Regions from separate parts of the Gossypium hirsutum genome. Here region 2 is linked to region 1. Evidence: chromatin contacts called from public Hi-C data. All regions are on one chromosome and are shown on one strand. The core of a region is the stretch at or near the end of the contact, and the rest is flanking DNA. Distances in the headings are between cores, read along the strand shown.

Region 1 (5,582 bases), core at 1,965-4,464:
CAAGGCTCGCCTCATCCTCTCTTCATCCCTTGGTTCGGATTCTCGAACAACCGACCAAAAAATAAATCTTTGTTCAAACCTTTTCCGGTCCCGATCCCGCCATTCTCCGTCTGATCAATATGGCTTCATGGTATGAGCTACTCCTCGTTAGAGGCCACCTTCTCACCATTCGTATTGGCGAGTGAACCACTAGATCTCCGAGAACTCAACAAACCGAAATGGGTTTTCTCTTCCCCTTGTGTTTTTTATTTTTGATTCTTCATTACCATGCTGATTATGATTGTTGATTTTTCTCATCGGTTCCCCTTCGTTTCAGAAGCAAAAAAACCTTGGTGTTGTTTGTTTCTACTATTTGTGGGTATGTGACAAGTGTTTGGTTTAGGGGCAAGGTGAGGGTGAGGTGGAGATGAATTGAGGCAGTGTAGGGAATGACCGGATTGGCCGACTCTGGTCCAACCAGCAAGTATAGGGTCCTAAGGACCAAAATTGTAACATTTGTAAAGCTGAAGGGGCTTTTTAAATTTCCATTTTTCTTGTTTTCGTTTAGAATTTTGGCTTTCTGTATTTTTTTTGAAATTTTGAAATTTAAAATTTTTTAATTTGTAATTGATAAAATATTGTAGAATTATAAATATTCAAAATTATATAAATCTAATAGTAATGAGCCAAAGCCCAAAATTTTTATTTAGCATAAAAATATAAAAAGCAATATGACCAGGTAGGGAAAATTGGTCCAAATTCAATCAAAGCTTTCAAATTAATTGGTCCAAAACGACATCGATTTATAAATTAAAATTTGCATTCCATTTGAAAATTTGAACTTAACATTTAGTAAATTCGGACAAAGTTTGGTATTTATAGTCTTATTTGTGACAATTAATTTGGTATCTACATATGCATATGATTTAGTGACAAAATTTTCATCAATTAGTTTTTTATATTGACGTCATTCACATTAATATATAATCATATTATGTGAAGATATAGTATGTCATTCTCGGTGTGGTGATATCTCTTTCATCACTTACATTGTGAATATTATACCATTATTGATAACAATTCGACTAATAAATGGCAATGTATATCATTTGGTGACAAAATTATCATCATTAATATTATTATTTTATTCTATTAGGTTACAATATATTATATCATTGACACTCTTATGATATTACTAACGTCACCAGTATATTGACTGGTATTTCATAATTGGTGATGATATAAATTATTAATAGCAAAATTTTATAAGATTATGTGATACAATTAACTGTCACCAAATATTAGTCATATGATGACATTATATATTACATTGTCATCAATATATGATGACATTATATATTATCGTTACAATATATTAGTATTTGGTTGCATTTATGTCAATAAATGCAATTTTTGTTACACATTAACATGACAAACATCGTGGCGATGGAATTTGCGCCACCAAATACTAATAGTGACATAAATGCAATTTTTATTGACAATATTTTAGACACCACTAATAGATAAATTTATTGTAGTGCCATACAACCAAATTGCACAAAAACACATCTATCCCAAACAACCAAAAAACACCGAAGTGCTAAGCCCAAAGACTACAAAACTCCAATACGTAACTCCAAGTACATATACATCTCTATTGGAATACCAATCATGTCCTACCTATTATACTAAGCTTACTGAGGCACTTAACGTCACAATTGACATATTTTAAGAATAGAACAATAGCACATTTATTAATTAAATAGAAGCATATTCAGAAGTTTACTAAACAACTCAATGTTGAATACACATGTATGCACTTTGAGTGCTTAACGCATGCACATATTTTTGGTGCCAAGGGCACCCAATTAACAGTTATACATAGAAGTGTTCATGGGCCGGGTCGGGTTCGGGCTGGGCCCAGAAAAAAATTAGCCCGTGTCCTAGGCCCGGGTCCGGCCCAGCCCGAAATATGGGCCTAAAATTATGTCCAGGTCTGGCCCGAAAAAAAATTCCTAAGCCTGAGTCCAACCCGGCCCATTTTTTAATAAACACCAAAAATTTATTTTAAAAATAAAAAATAAAAAAGTATTTTAAAAATATTTTAAAATTAAAAAATAAAAAATATATATTTATTATATTCGGGCCGGGAGGCCGAGCCAAAAAAGTGGTGCCCGAGGCCAGGCCCATTTTCTAAACAGGCCTCATTTTTTTGCCCAAACCCATATTTGGAGCCTATATTTTTACCCAAACCCTCCTATATTTCGAGCGGGCCGTCAGGTCGGGCCGGGCCGCCCGGCCCATGAACACCTCTAGTTATACCCATAGACACAATAATTTTTACAAATTTTCTCATTTACATATTCAATACTTTTTAAGTGATCAAGTCACGGAATGGGTCATTATATCAAACAACTTTATAACTTTACTTTCATTTAGATTTACGTTCATTAATTTACCAATGTATCATATCATAGTATTTTAATACCATTTCACTTAAATATTGCATTCCATAATTTTGCTCAAATATCCAAATATATTTATTAATTTTTTCATGACCATCCAAAATTTTCATGACACAATATTAATTAACATGACATTTCATAACTAAGTATTTTTACTACAACATAAGAATTACATGTTCTCACATATACTCTGAACCTTATACCTACTTACGTAATAATGAATTTCATAATTATTACATTATTTTTATCATTCTCCTAAACATTTTAACATAGGAAAAATAAAAGAAACCAATGGTACTTCTTTGGATGCTCTAAAAACACATAATTAATCTTCCTAACCTTGATTCCGTGCTCATCTAATATTGGAAGCTCCTCCATTCTCAACATGTTCTCATTAACCATACATTAAAAATATACCAAAATATTTATATAATACCTTTCTAAACTTTCTCATAGCATTTAAACTCAAATGTCATGAGAAAAGAGGTGGAAATTTTCATTGCTTACAATTTTGAAGTTTTCTCTCACTAAAACCCATGATAACCCAACTTGAATAATGAAGTTAATGGAGGAAATGAGATTGGAATCAAGTTTCCTATTTGATTTTATCAAGAAATTAAAGTTTGGATGCTTGGAAATGGTTTGATTTGAGAGAAAAGCATGAGAGATGAGGAAGAAACGAAAAGAGGGGGGTTATCTTCATCCCCGAAGTGAACGGCTGGTTGGGGGAAGAGTGGAGATAATTTTACACTCTTCTTCCCCCTTAAAAATATTCAAATGGGCTAAAAAGCCCAGACCAAAAATTTTAAACCCATAGTTTAGCAAATTTGTGGCCCACTCTTCCTACACATGATCCAAATAGCCCAAATCAACTCCAATTATCAAATGTCTCATTAAAATAATATGTCTAAGATTTAATTATCGAGAAATGAATAAAATATCTTCTCATGACAAAATTATCATTGTGCCCTTATTTATTTGAAAGCTCAATTTCTTCGCATTAATAGAAAATCATCATTTCCAAATCTCATAATTCACTTGCAGTATTGAATATAAATCTATAAATAATGAGAATTATACTTTTAATCATTCTTTAGCAAAAATGAAAATTTTACAATTTAATTCTTGTACTTTTGAATTTCTTTCCATTTAGTCCAAAAGTGATTTTTATCACATTAACATATAATTCGATACGTTTCCATGTCACATGATAAATAATGGTTCACTTTTCCATTCTAGTCAAATTTGCACTTTAATCCCTAAACTTTCAAAAATTTTAATTTGGTTTATTTTCCATATTTTCATTCCAGAGATTTTTTCCATTAATTTTCATATCTAAAATCAATTTATTCTCTTAATAATCATTTTTTTTATTTGTTCTCCAAATTTCTTATAAATTCACTTATTGGCATTGGCGTAGCACCACGTGTCAAGTAAAAAATTTCAAAGTGTTACATGCTACTTTTTTAGGGGAAAGTTACACGGACAACTTTAATTCTCGAATTAGATTGTTACTAGAGGAACTCTCAAGAAATAAAGAAAACCCTCAAGTTTTGATACTAGACACCATTCTGAATAGTAGACCTGTGAATGAATAACAACATAGGGGTCATCATCGTAGTGAGAGAATTTAAAAAAAATATATTTATTCATGTATGATAGTAATGTTTACAAACATAGAACCAATCAAACATGAAGATGATGATCCACTCACATACAAAAATGAGATACCGAGTGTTAATTCCAAGTTTGGGTAAACAACTTTGGTAAACAAGTATTTGACAACATACATCAAACCTTTTCCATGATTGTTCTATTTATTTGTTCTGCAACGCCATTTTGTTATGGAGTATGGTGAACTGTCAATTATCTCACAATCCCTTCTAATTTGCACAATTCATTAAATTCATCAGACTAGAATTCCAAACCATTATCTGTGCAGAGGTGTTTTATTTGTTTTCCTATCTGCTTCTCGATAATAGTTTTCCAAGCCTTAAACATGGAAAACACATCACATTTCTGCTTTAAAAAGAATGCCCAAACTTTTCTGGAAAAATTATCAATGATCGTAACATATAATTAGCGCCACCCCTCGAAGGCACTATAGATGGTCCCCAAATATCAGAATGAATATAATCCAGTGCTTCCTTCGTGTTATGGATTCCTCTTGTGAATTGACCTCTCTTTTGCTTCCCAAAAATGCAGTGCTCACAAAACTTCAGTTTGATAATGCCTTGTTCATCATGAAGCCCTCTTTTGTTTAAGTTTTTCATGTCGTTCTTACTTATATGCCTTAGACACATATGCCAAAGTCTAGTAACACCATCATCTGACAAGAAAGAGGAAACGATAGCTGCATCACCAGTAACAGTTGAACCCTGCAAAATATATAACTTGACCGTTTTTCTCTACTCTTTCATCACAACGAAGGAACCCTTAATAATATTTAGAAACCCACTTTCAGTTGTGTACTTGTACCCTTTATCAAGAGTACTCAACAAAATCAAATTTCTCTTCAATTATGGTACATATCGTACGCCATTAAGTGTTCTGACGATTTCATCGAACATCTTAATTTTTATCGTGCCAATACCTACGATTCTACATGAAGCATTATTTCCCATCAAAACAACACCTTCAGACACTATTTCATATGTTGTAAACCAATTCTGGTTGGAACTTATATGGAAGGTGCAACTAGAATCGAGGATCCATTCCTCGCTCACTTTAGAGTTATCGGTAGAAGCAACTAGGAGTTCACCATCACTATAGTCTTCTGCAACATCAACTTTATCGGATTGTTCTAGTTGCTTTCCCTTTTAATTCGCCGCCCCCCTTTTGATCTTGTTCTGCAACTTATAACACTTAGACTTAATGTGCCCTTTCTTTTTGCAGAAATTAAAGGTTTTACCTTTGTTTGAAGATCTTGGTCTACCTTTAGATTTACTGCGAGGATTTCATTCCTATGTCCTCCCACAATTATCGCCAGTATTTCGTTCTTATCTCCCACGAACAATGAGACCCTCTCCCTGAGAGTCGAATCCAACCACAATATGCTTCATATTGTCATGTGAGGTTAAAAAAGTATAGACTTCATCAACTGTGAGAGATTCCCGACTATACAAAATTGTATCTCTA
Region 2 (5,582 bases), core at 2,123-4,622, 150 kb after region 1:
GGAACACACGTTGTCTTCTTATTAGTTTGTGGGAAGTCGTGTCATTTTGAATCTTCCCACGTAGATTTCTCTTTTTATAGAAAAGGTGTCTTAAGAGTTTTGTGGAGAAATTATAGCTTAAGCATCTATTGAGAAAAATATTTTGAGAATAGTTTTGTCGCTAAAGATTTTTGTTGGAATCTTTGCCATTGTTGGGTCTTTGGTAAATTTCAAAATCCTTTGACTTTGGTTTTATACGTTGAGACTAGGTTTTGTATTAGCAATATCATAGCTAATAGTGGCAGTGTAAGGCATCTACAACCCATTGATCTATCAAGTCTTTAGTATTGAGGGTTGCCGCTTGAAAATGCTTAAGATAATCATGCAAGTGCTCACCATATCTTTGTTTGACAGATAAAAGACTCAAAGGTGTATTCATTATGGTTTAATGTGCTCATAATTTTCCCAAGAATCAGCAACCTAACTATTCAGATTATGGATATGGCCCTCAAGAAAGATAGATACTAATTCTCTACATTACCTCTAAGAGTTGTTGGAAAAGCTTTTCATTTGCTAGCACCATAAGGTCCAAAGACATTCGTTATCATTATATTGCATTATATGAGTAGTCAAGGACTTATTCTCCTCATAAATATTTTATGTGGAACTTAAGAGTTGTAGGGAGGTCGATTCCTATTATATCAGGTGCTAATGGATTATTTGAGTAAGAGGCCCAATCTAAAGCTCCCATTTCATCTTACAATGCTTGTTGTTAGGGATGAATTTGTCTTGGGTGATATTTCATTTATGGTTTACGCCCCTAAACTTAGGCATTAATGGAAAGTAGCTTCATCCTATTGGTTTTGGAAATGAGGTGGAGGACATTGGCCCCCTTTTAATTTCATTATTGTCTTATTATATTGACGATGCTAGTCTAGATAATACTAGTATTGTTGTTCATGCCTTAGATTTAGCTAGAGTATTTGATCCTTAAGAGTCCTCATTTACGCTTGTAATTCTAGAAACTGTTGAGAGGAAGAATGGAGATTGGAGTGGAGATTTTAGGTGGCTTGTTCTTCATATGTAAATACTAGGAAAATATTTGGTGGAGGGCTGAAGCCAATGGTGGTGCTAATGGAACTAGTCCTTATAAACATAGCATAAGGGTTGTAAGGGTGCGTTACTTGTTGGTTGCTAGTCTGACCGACATATTAAGTAGAAGGTTATTGGGTTTTAGGTACATTCTCATCGGGAAAAGCCATGGCAGTCCATGCTCTTTGCACCAATTGTTGTTGACAAGTTAGAATGGGGTAAGAAGGTGATAGTTCACACGATGGAAAATGTGTCAAGAGTCGTGGGTAAAGTTGTCATGTTCTTATAGCGGAGGTGTAATGGAAAGAGATAAGGCTTTCCCAAGGTTAAGGGTAAGTATTTATACGTCAAGGTAACCCTCTCTTAGCCTTGGGTCTTGACACATGTACAACTCGAGTCTCATCTTAGCCAACCACTTGAGGAGCATAGTAGGCCTCTAGATAGACAACGATAGTGTGGCAATGGGTAAGTGAGGTCTCATGTGTGAGTCATACAAGGAAGGACCTAACACCTGTTTTTGGTGAAATAGATCATATAAGTTCCAAGTGTTATGTGTATGTATTCACGAAACTCGACCTTGATGAAGTGATGCCGCTAACAAAGTAACGTCTAGCGAAATCGTGCCACGGTAAGACAATGGTGGTGAGTTCTAAATTGGAAAGGTATTTATAACATTATCAATTATACTTTTAAATATTCGAGTGTTGATATTAAAATTGCTAAATTGTTATACTAGTTTTGCAAACTATTGCAAAGAAATAAATATCATTTTTTTGTATTAAATACTTTTCAACTGAATTTTATATTTATCAGTTCTAACTTATTGAGTTTCAAATTACTTTTTCTGTTTTCATTTTCCTTAAAATTGAACCTATCGAAGACTCTAAGTAGTATGAAAATGAAATGGGAAAGCGACAATTTTTGTTTGTTTTTTTCTTATAAGAAGAGAGGGTCAATGTTATTTAAGAATTAAATTCCAAAATAAATTTCAATTAAAAACTTAAATATCAACACAAGTTTTTTTTTTCTTTTTTTTAGTAACACAAGCTTTTTACTATAACACCAATGATTTATTTACATTGAACTGTATGATAATACTAAAATAAGTTTAATTTAAAATTGTATATATTATAAGTTAAAAGTTTTATTATATATTGATTGGGTCTTAATTCGATTGATATGGATATTATTGTCAATGCAGAAGGATGTAGGTTGCATTATTCTCTTATTTATGGGTTGAGGAGGGGTTATGGATAATTCTAACCATTTGTATATATATATATATATAAAACAAATACGATCAAAACATATAATAAGATTGTTCAAAAAAACTCTTTTATCATATAAACTTTAGTCTAATATTTAATCAATTGTTCTGGATTATTTAACTATTAGAAGTTTTAAGATTTGTTTTATTTTTTCATCCAAACTAATTGTTTTATTTTAGTACGTATTGTTAATCTCATAAATTTTTTAAAAGAAAAAACACCAGATGAAAGATTACACAACTGGCTTTTATTAGAATCCTTATAATTCAAAACTAAAATATTTCAACTTAAAATACATTAAGGATTGGGTCTTAATTAAGTTGGATTTGCAATTAGTTTTAATTTTAACATTTATTATCAATTATGTTTTAATAAAAAGAAATTCAACTTGGTTTTCCTTGTGCTTGAAATTTTTGTAAACTTGTTAATTTATATGATCATACAAAGACTTTTGGAAGCTCTAGTGCCTCAAAAAGTGTAGACAATCCATGTCAAGATCATGCCATGTATCTTTCGGTTAGTATCCCATTATGTTCCTTTGCATTGTATACAACATCTGTATTTAAATATGAAAAATCTATCATCACTCAATAGTATCTTATATACATATTTAATAACTTTCATAAATAATTCAAAAATATCAATTTGCCACTTCAAAGGCCCAATCTCATTTACATTGTCTAACTTTGTAACACAAAATCATTTATTAAAATAATATATTCTTAGAATTTCTATACTTTCAACTTTTTTGATGATTTTTTTAAATTTTAATGTTTAATAAATTTCATAAAGTTATCTATGTTGAAGTTTGATCCTTCTGTTGTCAGTTAATTATGTCAAGGAAGCAATAGGATTGATTAGATATTATTGAAAGGATATGACCCAAAAGACTGATAAGTTGGCAATGGACAAAATACCCATTGTGGTTGGCCCATTAGTCAAAACTTGATAAGTTTGATAAAGGAAGAGATATGGACCCTAGATTTTCCTGTGTTTTCTTCTTCTTGTTTCATTCATAAGATTCCCAGGCATTTGTGGTATCCTACATGTTTTTGTATTTTCACTTTTTCCCCCCAAAATTCACAACTTATCAGTTATGACTAGTCGTCTATCACAACTTGTTTGTATATTAAAAGAGGAGTGTCAACACTACTAATTAATTCTTATATCTATATGATGTAAAAGGGGAATTTAAGGGGGCTGACAGGGATCTCGACCTCTAAAATGAACTTTTTTTAATTTTATAATTTAAAATTTTTAGTAAAAGTAAAATTGTTCTTTAATTCCTCTTAAAAATGATAAAATTTTGATTTAATCTTTTAAAAATTATATTTTTACTATCGTAAAAATTATAATTTAGTTTCGACTTCCTAAAATAATTTTCTGGCTTTGTCCCAATGACATAACCATTAATAATCCATTGAATAAAAACTAGTGATTTGTTTGATTTGATGAATATTTAAGAATTTAAGCAAGGTCATTCTTTTTGTTCTCAATTTTATTTATACTTAATCATATTTAAACTTTTAACTTCTTAATTTTATTCCCAAAATAATACCAAATGCTTGTTTTCATTAATTATTACTTACGTTTAACATTTATTTTACAACATTAAAAAATCATCCAACAAATTCATCCAACAAATTAATCAGAAAAAATTGTTTGAATGATTTGACTTTTGATCCCATTTTTTTATCGTGCATAATGTTTTTTTTTCTTAGGAATTCTTATATTTTTCTTCAAAGCAAATAAAATATACATGGGTTAATGAAACTGATCAGTTTTATTTTACGTGGATTCTATTTAGATTTAATTTGTTTGTGTATTACAATAATTTGATTCTAGTTATATTTCTTTTTACTTATATTATGTGTAATTCTAGTAGTAACTTCTTTGAAAATTTTTGAATTATTTTTGTCATTATATTTAGAATTGATAAATATATCATCCATGTCTCTCATATAACCATCAAATGATAAATTAAAAAAAAATTTAACCTTTTTAAGTTTTTTACTCTTTTTTAGGGTAAATTTATAAGTTGAACACTTTATCTTTAGGGCATTTTTATTTTTATTTTGATTATGCCAAAAAAGGTCATTACAATTTTCGTTACTAGTATTATAGAAATTTATTATTTTATTCATTTAAGCCCACGTATTTCATTTTAGAAAAAAAAATCCTTAAAATTTCTTCACCCGTTAAAAATACTTTTTGCTTTGCATGAATTGACAGTTTTTAATTCAAAATTTCCATTTCCATTAATAATTCTAATTTATATTACATTAGTGGAGATTTTTTATTTTAATTTGTACACTCAAATCAGTTAATAAAATGCAATCATTTCCATATAACCTAACTCAAATTTTACATAGATAGCAAATCAACAAACAAAGCACTAACCCACGTCATGTAATATGAGAAAAGAAACTCTAGGCAATGAAAGACACCCAAGCTAAACCAAAATTTTTTATATTTTTATAATAATTGGTACATTAATTATTGGTAACTAAATAAAGAAAGAAGAGAAGTGATAAATGGATTTTTTTTCTTGATTCGTACTTAAACTATTTTTGAGTAGGGGCAAAATTAGGGACTGGAGGGGTCAGCTCCCAAAATGGAAAAAAAATTATTTAAATCTTTTAAAATTTTTAAAATTTAAAATTAATTAAGGTAAGATTGCACTTTGAACTCTTAAAAATATAAAAATTTGATTTAATCCTTTAAAATTTATAAAAATATAAGCTATTAAAATGGTGAAATTATATTTTTACTATCGTAAAAATTATAATTTAATTTCGCATTTTGCCCCTGTTCTTGAGAAAGGTGAACATTCAAGCAGGTCATAACTTAAAATTCATTAATAAATGGATATTAATTTAAATTATATCATTTAAAATTATGGGTATGGAATTATGGATATATCTATTTCTTTTAAAAGTTTTATTTATAAGGTTGTTATAGGAATATATTCCCAAAATATAGCTCAAATACATGCAGCAAGAAAATGTAGAACAGGAGAATTAAGAAAAAGAAAGGTAGGAGCAACATAAAATTTCAAGCATAGCTTTATTGTGGTAAGTTTTACGAAAGAAAAAAAGGCAAAAGAAGAAATGAAGCCCAAAATGAGTCCATCAGAACTTAAACCTCAAACTACCATGGAATGGGCCTATAAATGGCTTACTTTGAACTCCCACTATTGGTTTTTTCCCTTAAAAAAATTAAGAAATTGAATGAAAGTTGGGT

Evidence for each region. A called contact is a pair of places that touch in the nucleus more often than the background predicts.
Region 2: a Hi-C map of leaf shows a contact between it and region 1, with 3 times the contacts expected there. The contact joins two enhancer-like sites. A contact is called at or near these places in 17 of 34 Hi-C or Micro-C datasets (anther, callus, fibers and 4 more).

Annotation. Positions count from the first base shown.
Region 1 is chrD04:32,726,932-32,732,513 of Gossypium_hirsutum_v2.1, forward strand. No RefSeq gene overlaps it. Among protein-coding and RNA genes, the nearest start is that of LOC121216441, 33 kb to the right of the region's middle. Within about 2 kb of position 3,215, at least 6 of the 9 cell types and tissues checked have an H3K27ac peak or open chromatin away from gene starts, as enhancers often do. A contact at or near this core is called in leaf, where this site is marked.
Region 2 is chrD04:32,878,514-32,884,095 of Gossypium_hirsutum_v2.1, forward strand. No RefSeq gene overlaps it. Among protein-coding and RNA genes, the nearest start is that of LOC121216606, 11 kb to the right of the region's middle. Within about 2 kb of position 3,373, at least 3 of the 9 cell types and tissues checked have an H3K27ac peak or open chromatin away from gene starts, as enhancers often do. A contact at or near this core is called in leaf, where this site is marked.